2 separate regions of the Gossypium hirsutum genome follow, and region 2 is linked to region 1. Evidence: chromatin contacts called from public Hi-C data. All regions are on one chromosome and are shown on one strand. The core of a region is the stretch at or near the end of the contact, and the rest is flanking DNA. Distances in the headings are between cores, read along the strand shown. Region 1 holds the start of LOC107940915 (pectinesterase). Region 2 holds the start of LOC107935130 (FCS-Like Zinc finger 15).

Region 1 (3,877 bases), core at 540-3,039:
GGTATCAGCACCGGGTCCCCTATTTCCAAACTCGGCAATGAAAGAAGTGTCTATTCCTATGGTACCTGTCATTGGGGCATAACCCTCTGGTTGAATGATGTCGTCGATTTTAGATTGCATTATGATAGACCTAGCGAATTGTTTCCAGGGACGCCCCAAGTATGCCTTGTTTGTATCCTTCACTGGGATGTAATCAGGGGCGCCCGAGATGGTGCAGTTTTGAAGCACAATGGCTGAGTTTGTTCCAAGATCATTCCTGCCCTGTGCAGTAACCATGCAATTTTGGCCAGGCCCTGGCTTCCTCACGATGAGCATACAGTTCTGGAAAATGCTCGCCGCATCCCCGAAGATGAAATCCACCGTTCCAGTAATGAGACAGTTGGTATATAACTGTCTCTCTCTGTGAGCATAAAGAGTGTCTTGGTACCCAGTGAAATGGCAGTTGAACATGATGACCCTATCAGCAGTTGCCCTAAAAGCCACTGCTTGATGACCTTCGGGTCCTGCTGAGTTATCGAATCCAATGTCCTTGGCCATGAAACCAGCCCCATCCACACCTAAAATATTTCACAAACATACATACATATATATTAGTTAGCCACCTCACCTCACCACACCACCAAAACTTATATATGTCTATAATACTACTTACCAACAGTTGCAGTGCGGTATGTTCTAACCGGTGGATTTTTAGCAACGCTAATGTCATTTGTGATGATGGTTTTGGTTGGGCCATCACCGATGAATACAACATTAATCATCTGCTTGGTCACGTTGATTTTTTCCTTGTAAGTACCAGCCTTAATGTGAATAACAAATCGATCGGGACTTTTCACGGGGACTTCAGCCAATGCCTTGTTAATAGTATCATATTTCCCACTACCATCTTTAGCAACCACAACGTTAGGCTTCAAATCCATTGGTTTTGCTTGAAGGAGTTTTCGGTCAGCTTGACTAATCCACTCAGGCATATCCTCAGCCGACAAAAGCTTACGATTGAACCCCGTGCTGTCGATGTTGCCGACGTTTGGAATGTTAAGTTCCTTTACGATGGTGGATAACCCATTAAGCATCGCTAAAGCATTGCTAGTGATCTCCATGCTAGTCTTCAAGATTGATTGCATCTTCTGCGATGATTCGTTACTTGATTGCGCGAATGAGTCTATACATGTCTGTTGACTCGTGAATGCACCGCTTAGCCAGGTCTTCAGTTCCAAAAGGTATTTTCCGATCTTGCTCATGTCGTATTCCCCTAACACGTCGAAAGACTTTTGAAAGTCATCAATGGCTAAGTCCAACACCTCTTGGCAAACACCAAGTGCCGCTTTGTTGTTCTCATCCTTGGCCAACTCTTGGACCGTCACTGAATGGGCCAACACGTTCTTTATCTCAACTAGCCCGGCTTGGAAACCTGTCCTTATCAGCTCCTTAACGTCGCTAGAATTTGACGACGCCAAGCTTTTCTGGCACGTCTCTTTATAATTAGTAGGTTGACATAGGGCTTGCACAGCTTTGTTCGAACTCGATATCTCTTCACCATCGTTCTTGTTTTTTATGTGCGTAACACCCACCACCACGGCTACCACCATGGCCACCAGGAACACCGCACAGATACCAATAATAGCATTATTTGCCATTTTTAAACAACTTTTTTTGTTTCAAGAAAAGTATCTTCCTCTCTCTTTCTTTCCTTTGAAGAAAAGAAAGCAAGAAAGAAGAAAACCTTACTTGACCTTACTTGAAGTTGTGGGGTTGTTTATTGCTTATCACTTATGGCCCCTTAAGCAAAGGCTTGAATAATATGCTATTGAAGTTCCATATTTATATTAAAAAATGAATTAGGTAAAACCGAAAAAATGACCATATTTAGTTTAAAATGTTTCATGGTGGAGAGTGCCCTACGGATGTGAGAATTTGTTTAAATTTCATGGATATTAATTGCTCTATAAAATTATAGTGTTTTAATCTTCGATTTCTTATTCTTCTAAAATCTCGGGCTTTGAAATTCTTCTAAAATATTTTTTAGATAAATTGATATTTTAAGTATCGAACTAATTAATATATAAAAATAATTTAAACGCTGAATTGTAAATTAAGTATTAATTTTTTTTAATCTTTTCACATTCCACAGAAAATTAACTTTCGTATTTTAGGTTTTTTTTTTACACTTATAAATAAAACTTTGTGGATTAAATGGTAACTAATGTTGTTCGAAACATTTATAAGAAATCATATCATATCATAAATAATATAATATAATATGGTATATATTCATTCTTTGTGGCTTTTTTTTTTCAAAATTATTTTTTAATTAAAATATTATTGTTTAAAATTGGCTAAGAATAATTTTTTTTAAAATAATATTATAAAATGCATTATAATTATTTATTTTAATCTAATAGGTTTAAAATTTGACTGTTATTATACTTTTTTTTTACCGTGAAAGCAAACTCTGTGCATGAGCACCAATTATATTAATTTTTATTATAATCATAATATTATCATGTAAAATTATGGGGTAAAATAATATTACATATATTTAATTCAAATAACTTCATATTAATGAATTCTATTTTTTATCAATTTTTTAATATTTCTATATGCAACTCACCTAGACCTGCGAAAGTCCGCTCGAAATGTGGAATGATTTAGGCAAAAATATAGTTCCAAAAAATGAGTTTGGATAAAAAAAAGCCCGTTTAAAAAATGTGTCGGGCCTTGGGTAATGAATTTTTTGCTTGAGCCCAGCCCGGATCCACTAAATGACAAAAAAGATTTGTTTTTTTAATATTATTTTTGTATTATTTTCTCTTTATTTTACTACTATTTTACTATTATGTTGCTATTATTTTGTTGTTATTGTGTGGATATTGTATAAAACTTATTTTATTGTTAATTTTGTTATTATTTTAGAGATAATTGTTTATTAAGTTGCATCTATTTTAGTGTTATTTAAGTATATATATATTTTAAAATTTATTTTCAATTTGTTAGGAAATATTTATTTTGATATTTTTAGAATTTTTGATGTATTATATATTATTTAAAATAATATAAAAATTAATATGGCCGGGCCGAGTTGAGCCCGAGTTTTAACATTTTTATTCAAATCGAGCAAATGTAACATTTTAAGCCTATTTTTTGGGTCAGATCTAGACCTAACAAACAGTTCTAAATTTTTAATTGAGTCTGGCCTGGTCATGCTCACCTCAAGTCACTCTCCAACTTCAATTTATTTAATATTTATTTATTTATTTGCTCTCCATTACTTTCATTTAACTTTCAAACACCGTGGTTTCATCTGTCTATGAGACTTTGACAATGAACCCAAACAGCATTCAAAATCAAGAGAGTTTCGTATTTTAGAGAAACATAGATAGTTTGCATGCTAGCGCCGGGCATTCATGGGAAACATTAGGAGAGGTTTAGAGAAGAAAGTTTGAGGATACTGACAGGTACACCAAAGAAAAAACAAAATCAAACTTTCTTCAAAGCTAACTCTATTGCTGCCAAATCTCTCAAAACTCCATCCTCATCTCCATCAACTTGTAGACTTAGTCCCACAATCTTACCCAACTTCAACGCCTTCCTCCTGTTTTTGAAGTCGGAATGCGTTCACCACTGGCCGTTAGTTTCTTCTTTCTCAATTTTCTTTACTTTTACTGCATCCTTTGGCTATGTACTCTTCAATATCCTCATCGTAATTTCAACCAATTCCTTGCCTTCAGTTGTATTATCTCTACCCATCACCTCAACGGTTTCAACGGAACCTTGATTCCCATCTGAATGGCCCAACGCTAGTGTCCGATCCATCTTGACATTGGACTTGCCAACACTCACCTTCCTTGTCCCGGTTACTTACTTCTACTTCAACTGT
Region 2 (3,877 bases), core at 622-3,121, 150 kb before region 1:
TTCTTCATTCTCTTCACAACAATAACAATAAAGGTTAAAATATATCATAAGTCTTTATACTTTTTATAAATTTAGAATTTAATCTTTGTACTTTTATTTCTAAGAATTTAATCCCTCCCCTTTTCAGATTTTAAATTTTGGGTTCAATTGTGAATACATTTAAAATTATTTTATTAAATTTAGGTTCATTATAGTGTCATTTTCTTAGTTACATTGCTACAAAGTGATTATTTTTTTAATTCCAAAATGTTACACCAACAAATTTAACAAAAAAAATAATAGTGTTAACAATTGGATTTGAATATTGAAATATGAAATGTAGAGGGACTAAATTTTTGAAAATTAAAGTATAAGACTAAATTCTAAATTTATGAAGAGCAGAGGGACCTAGTCAGATTTTAACCAAAAAACAAAGAACTAGAATGCAGTATCAGATGAAACAGCATTAATGAAACATTGTCGTTTTGGAACAAAACAAACTTACACCACTTTATTGTCCCAAAAAAAAACCAACTTTAATTAGCATTTTTTAATTATTACTATTATTTGCTTAATATGAGATTAAATTTAATTAGATCAATCAAGTAAATTATTTACACAACCAATCCCATTAATTTCAACTTAAATTTACTTTGATTTTATCATTAAAAAAAAAAGAAGCTAATAATCTAAACTTGAATTGATCCAAATGTAAACTAATGTTATGTAAATAATTTAAATCTTAAACTAATCAAAATCGAAATGATCCCAACCTATAATGACCTAATAAAAAAAAGTCCAACATCAAACTCAAAAGGACACAAACTCAAAACAACCAAAATTCTAAATAGTTTAAAGAAATAAGGATTAAAACCCGAAATGATTTAATTTTTTAATAATACAACTCGTAAAAACCTTAACTTTAAACCTCAATAATTTAATCAGACAATAACAACAACAATGAAAATTAAATAAACCTAAAATTAACTTAAATAAAAAATATCTCAAAACTTTTAAAACTCAATTTACTATCCCAACGTCTCAATCAAAGTTACATTTAAAGATGATAAAATATATTACAGTTTTAAAAATGATATCGAAAAACATTCACAAATCTGTAACATAAAAAAAATACCAAAATTCCGCTAACCATCACAAAATCCCACTAACCAAGAAGCAAAAACGATCGGATTGTCATTAAAAAGAACCAGCTAGATCATATACTCCTTAAAAAACCTTAAACAAAAATCAATAATAATAACTTATATAAAATAAAAATAAAAAACCGTTTTCCTTTTTTTGAGTCAATAAGCAAAGCCACCGGCACGGTTTCTCTCAGGTTTCCGGTGGTGACGAGCGGCTGAGGAAGAAGACGAAGTTGAAGCTACAGAAGTTGAAGAAGGTTTAACAATGGCATCCAAAGAACAACTATCTTTCTTTAAACTCTCTTCTTCATCCATGAAAATTTGCTTGCACCTACACTCCACACTGCAAAAACCCTTATCCCCTCTTCACAAAAGAAAGAAAGAAAGAAAGAAAGAAAAAAGGAAAAACCCCAAAAAAATCAGTCACTTGAAAACATAAAGAAAAAAACTCCATTGAAAGAACTTACTTGTACATATAAATATCTTTCCCAGGTAACAATCTCCTTTTGCAAAGAAAGCATTGCTCTAAAAAAGCAGGAAGTGGGGAAGATGAAGATGAACAAAACATGGTTGCTTTATTAATAACTTGTGGAGATTTTTCATTGATTATTATATCATTATCGTTGATCCTTTGATTCTCTAAAACTACACTTAAGCCCACCATTTTTTGAATAAATTGAGAGAGAAAAAGGGTTTGTTTTTGTTTAAAGAGAAGGGGACCCTTTTACAGCTATAAGGAGAGAGTTGGTGCTGCAATTGCAATTGTAAATAAAAACCAAAGAAACGATTTCACGTAAGGCCAATGGATTTGGACTTCTCTATTCCTAACGAACCGCCACGTATCCTGTTTTATTTATTAAGTAATAATTTCTTCTCTTTCTTTTAAAATGAATTTTATGTTGTTTTGTTTTTTCTGGTTATTTGTCGGTTATTGCTTCAATTCATTTCACGCCAAATGGAATATATATTGTATTTTTTTAAAAAAAAAAATTCTCATCTTAATTCTAAATTTGATGTTAATTATATTATGTTATTTTATTATTATAGAAAGAGTAAAAAGTATAATGGAAGTAAATTAACTTTTAAGATTTATTGTTAAAAATTGATGAAATAATCGAATAGTAATATTTAGTGTGCGATATTGATGTAGATTTTTTAGTTTTTAATCATTGAAATAAATGGAATTGTAACAAAATAATCTATTTACTATTTCATCTAACATCTTTATTTTTTTTTTATTATGAATGACAAAATGTAATACAACTTTTAATATAAAAACTTTCATAATACTTTTACCTGCAATAAGTGATATGTGATTGTAAATTGAAAATTAAAAGAAAAAAAGGAGTTTAAGTGAGAGTGGATGAAAAACCAACTTGTTGTATAATAGAATGTCTAAAGAAAAAAATATTTAGTATATAATCAATCTTGTAAGAATTCAACTTGTACCAACGATCGAATCTGTTAGACTATTAATTTTCAATTTAATCTTTATAAAATAAATATTTTAATTTTTTTTAAATTCACAAAATAGGAAGAGAGAAAAATAAAAAAATCAATAATAGAAACAAACAAAAAACCTTCATTTTTTAAATTACAATCATAGAATTAAATATTTAAATTAATTTAGATCTGATTTAAAAAAAATTCAACTAATTCAACCGATTTTGCAACAGTTCTCTCCTTCAGTTTTATAATATCGATGGGGCCATCAATTTTTAATTCAACTAATTGATTTAGTTTGATTTTAATAATATCTCGTAATGATATATTGCAAACATTTTGTAATGTATACTCAATTTTACCATCCATGAAAATGAATGTATTCACAATCCTTCCAACCACATTATCTAGATGTATTAAAACTATCACTTAACAAAAAGACTCCAAGAAAAGAACATTAAAAGACTACCTTTCATATATATTTTTTTTGAACTTCCAAATGATGTGTTCTTTTATTGCAAGACAAATAAGAGAAGCATTTAAGTATATCTATCAATTTTGGATATAATGATAAATAATTTATGTTATACCATAAAAAATATTTTCCCAAGTTTTTATATTTTTTAAACTTAGTTTTTAAATTTTATTTTCAAAAATTTAATTTAATTTTTTTTATATTTCAAAATTTAAGTCTAATTGTTAACATTGTCATTTTTTTTTGTTAAATTTCTTGAGTGACATTTCGAAATAAAAGAAAACACACTTGATAGCAATTTAACAAAAAATGATGTTATAATGGATCTAAATTTAATAAAATAATTTTAACGATGTTAACTATTACACTTTATTTTAACCTAAAAATATTAAACATGTATGAATAATATTAGACTTCACAAGTAGGGTTAGAGGGTTAATAAATATATTATAGGACATAATAAAATATTAAAAAATATTAAAAAAAGGAGACATGACTATTTTTAATAATGTTTATAGAAAAAAAATTACCAATATACCAAATACTAGCTCATATGTATAATCAAATTTCTGTTAATGTATATATTTTTTTTATAAATATTACGTTAATATTAGTATTGGTATGAATCAACTATAAAATATATTCATAAAGTTGGTAATCTTCTATTCTTTCTCACTCCCACTTTATTTTGGTGAAAGGAAAAAAAGTGGAAAAGGGTAAATAAAATAAATAATGAGGGATTAATTAATTATTGATAAAAGATAACCTAATAATATATAACAAAATCTTGCACCAATGTGGCAAGATAACATATATCAAACTCATGATTTTTAAA

Evidence for each region. A called contact is a pair of places that touch in the nucleus more often than the background predicts.
Region 2: a contact with region 1 is called in a Hi-C map of leaf, with 1.7 times the contacts expected there. The contact joins the promoter of LOC107935130 here to the promoter of LOC107940915 in region 1. A contact is called at or near these places in 10 of 34 Hi-C or Micro-C datasets (anther, callus, hypocotyl and 2 more).

What each region holds. Positions count from the first base shown.
Region 1 is chrA09:84,201,713-84,205,589 of Gossypium_hirsutum_v2.1, reverse strand. It overlaps LOC107940915 (pectinesterase), which reads right to left and starts at 1,789. Exons shown (of 2, transcript XM_016874380.2): 1 at 653-1,789; 2 at 1-557. The coding sequence starts at 1,637.
Region 2 is chrA09:84,351,268-84,355,144 of Gossypium_hirsutum_v2.1, reverse strand. It overlaps LOC107935130 (FCS-Like Zinc finger 15), which reads right to left and starts at 1,871. Exons shown (of 2, transcript XM_016867684.2): 1 at 1,592-1,871; 2 at 982-1,488. The coding sequence starts at 1,788. The coding sequence ends at 1,284.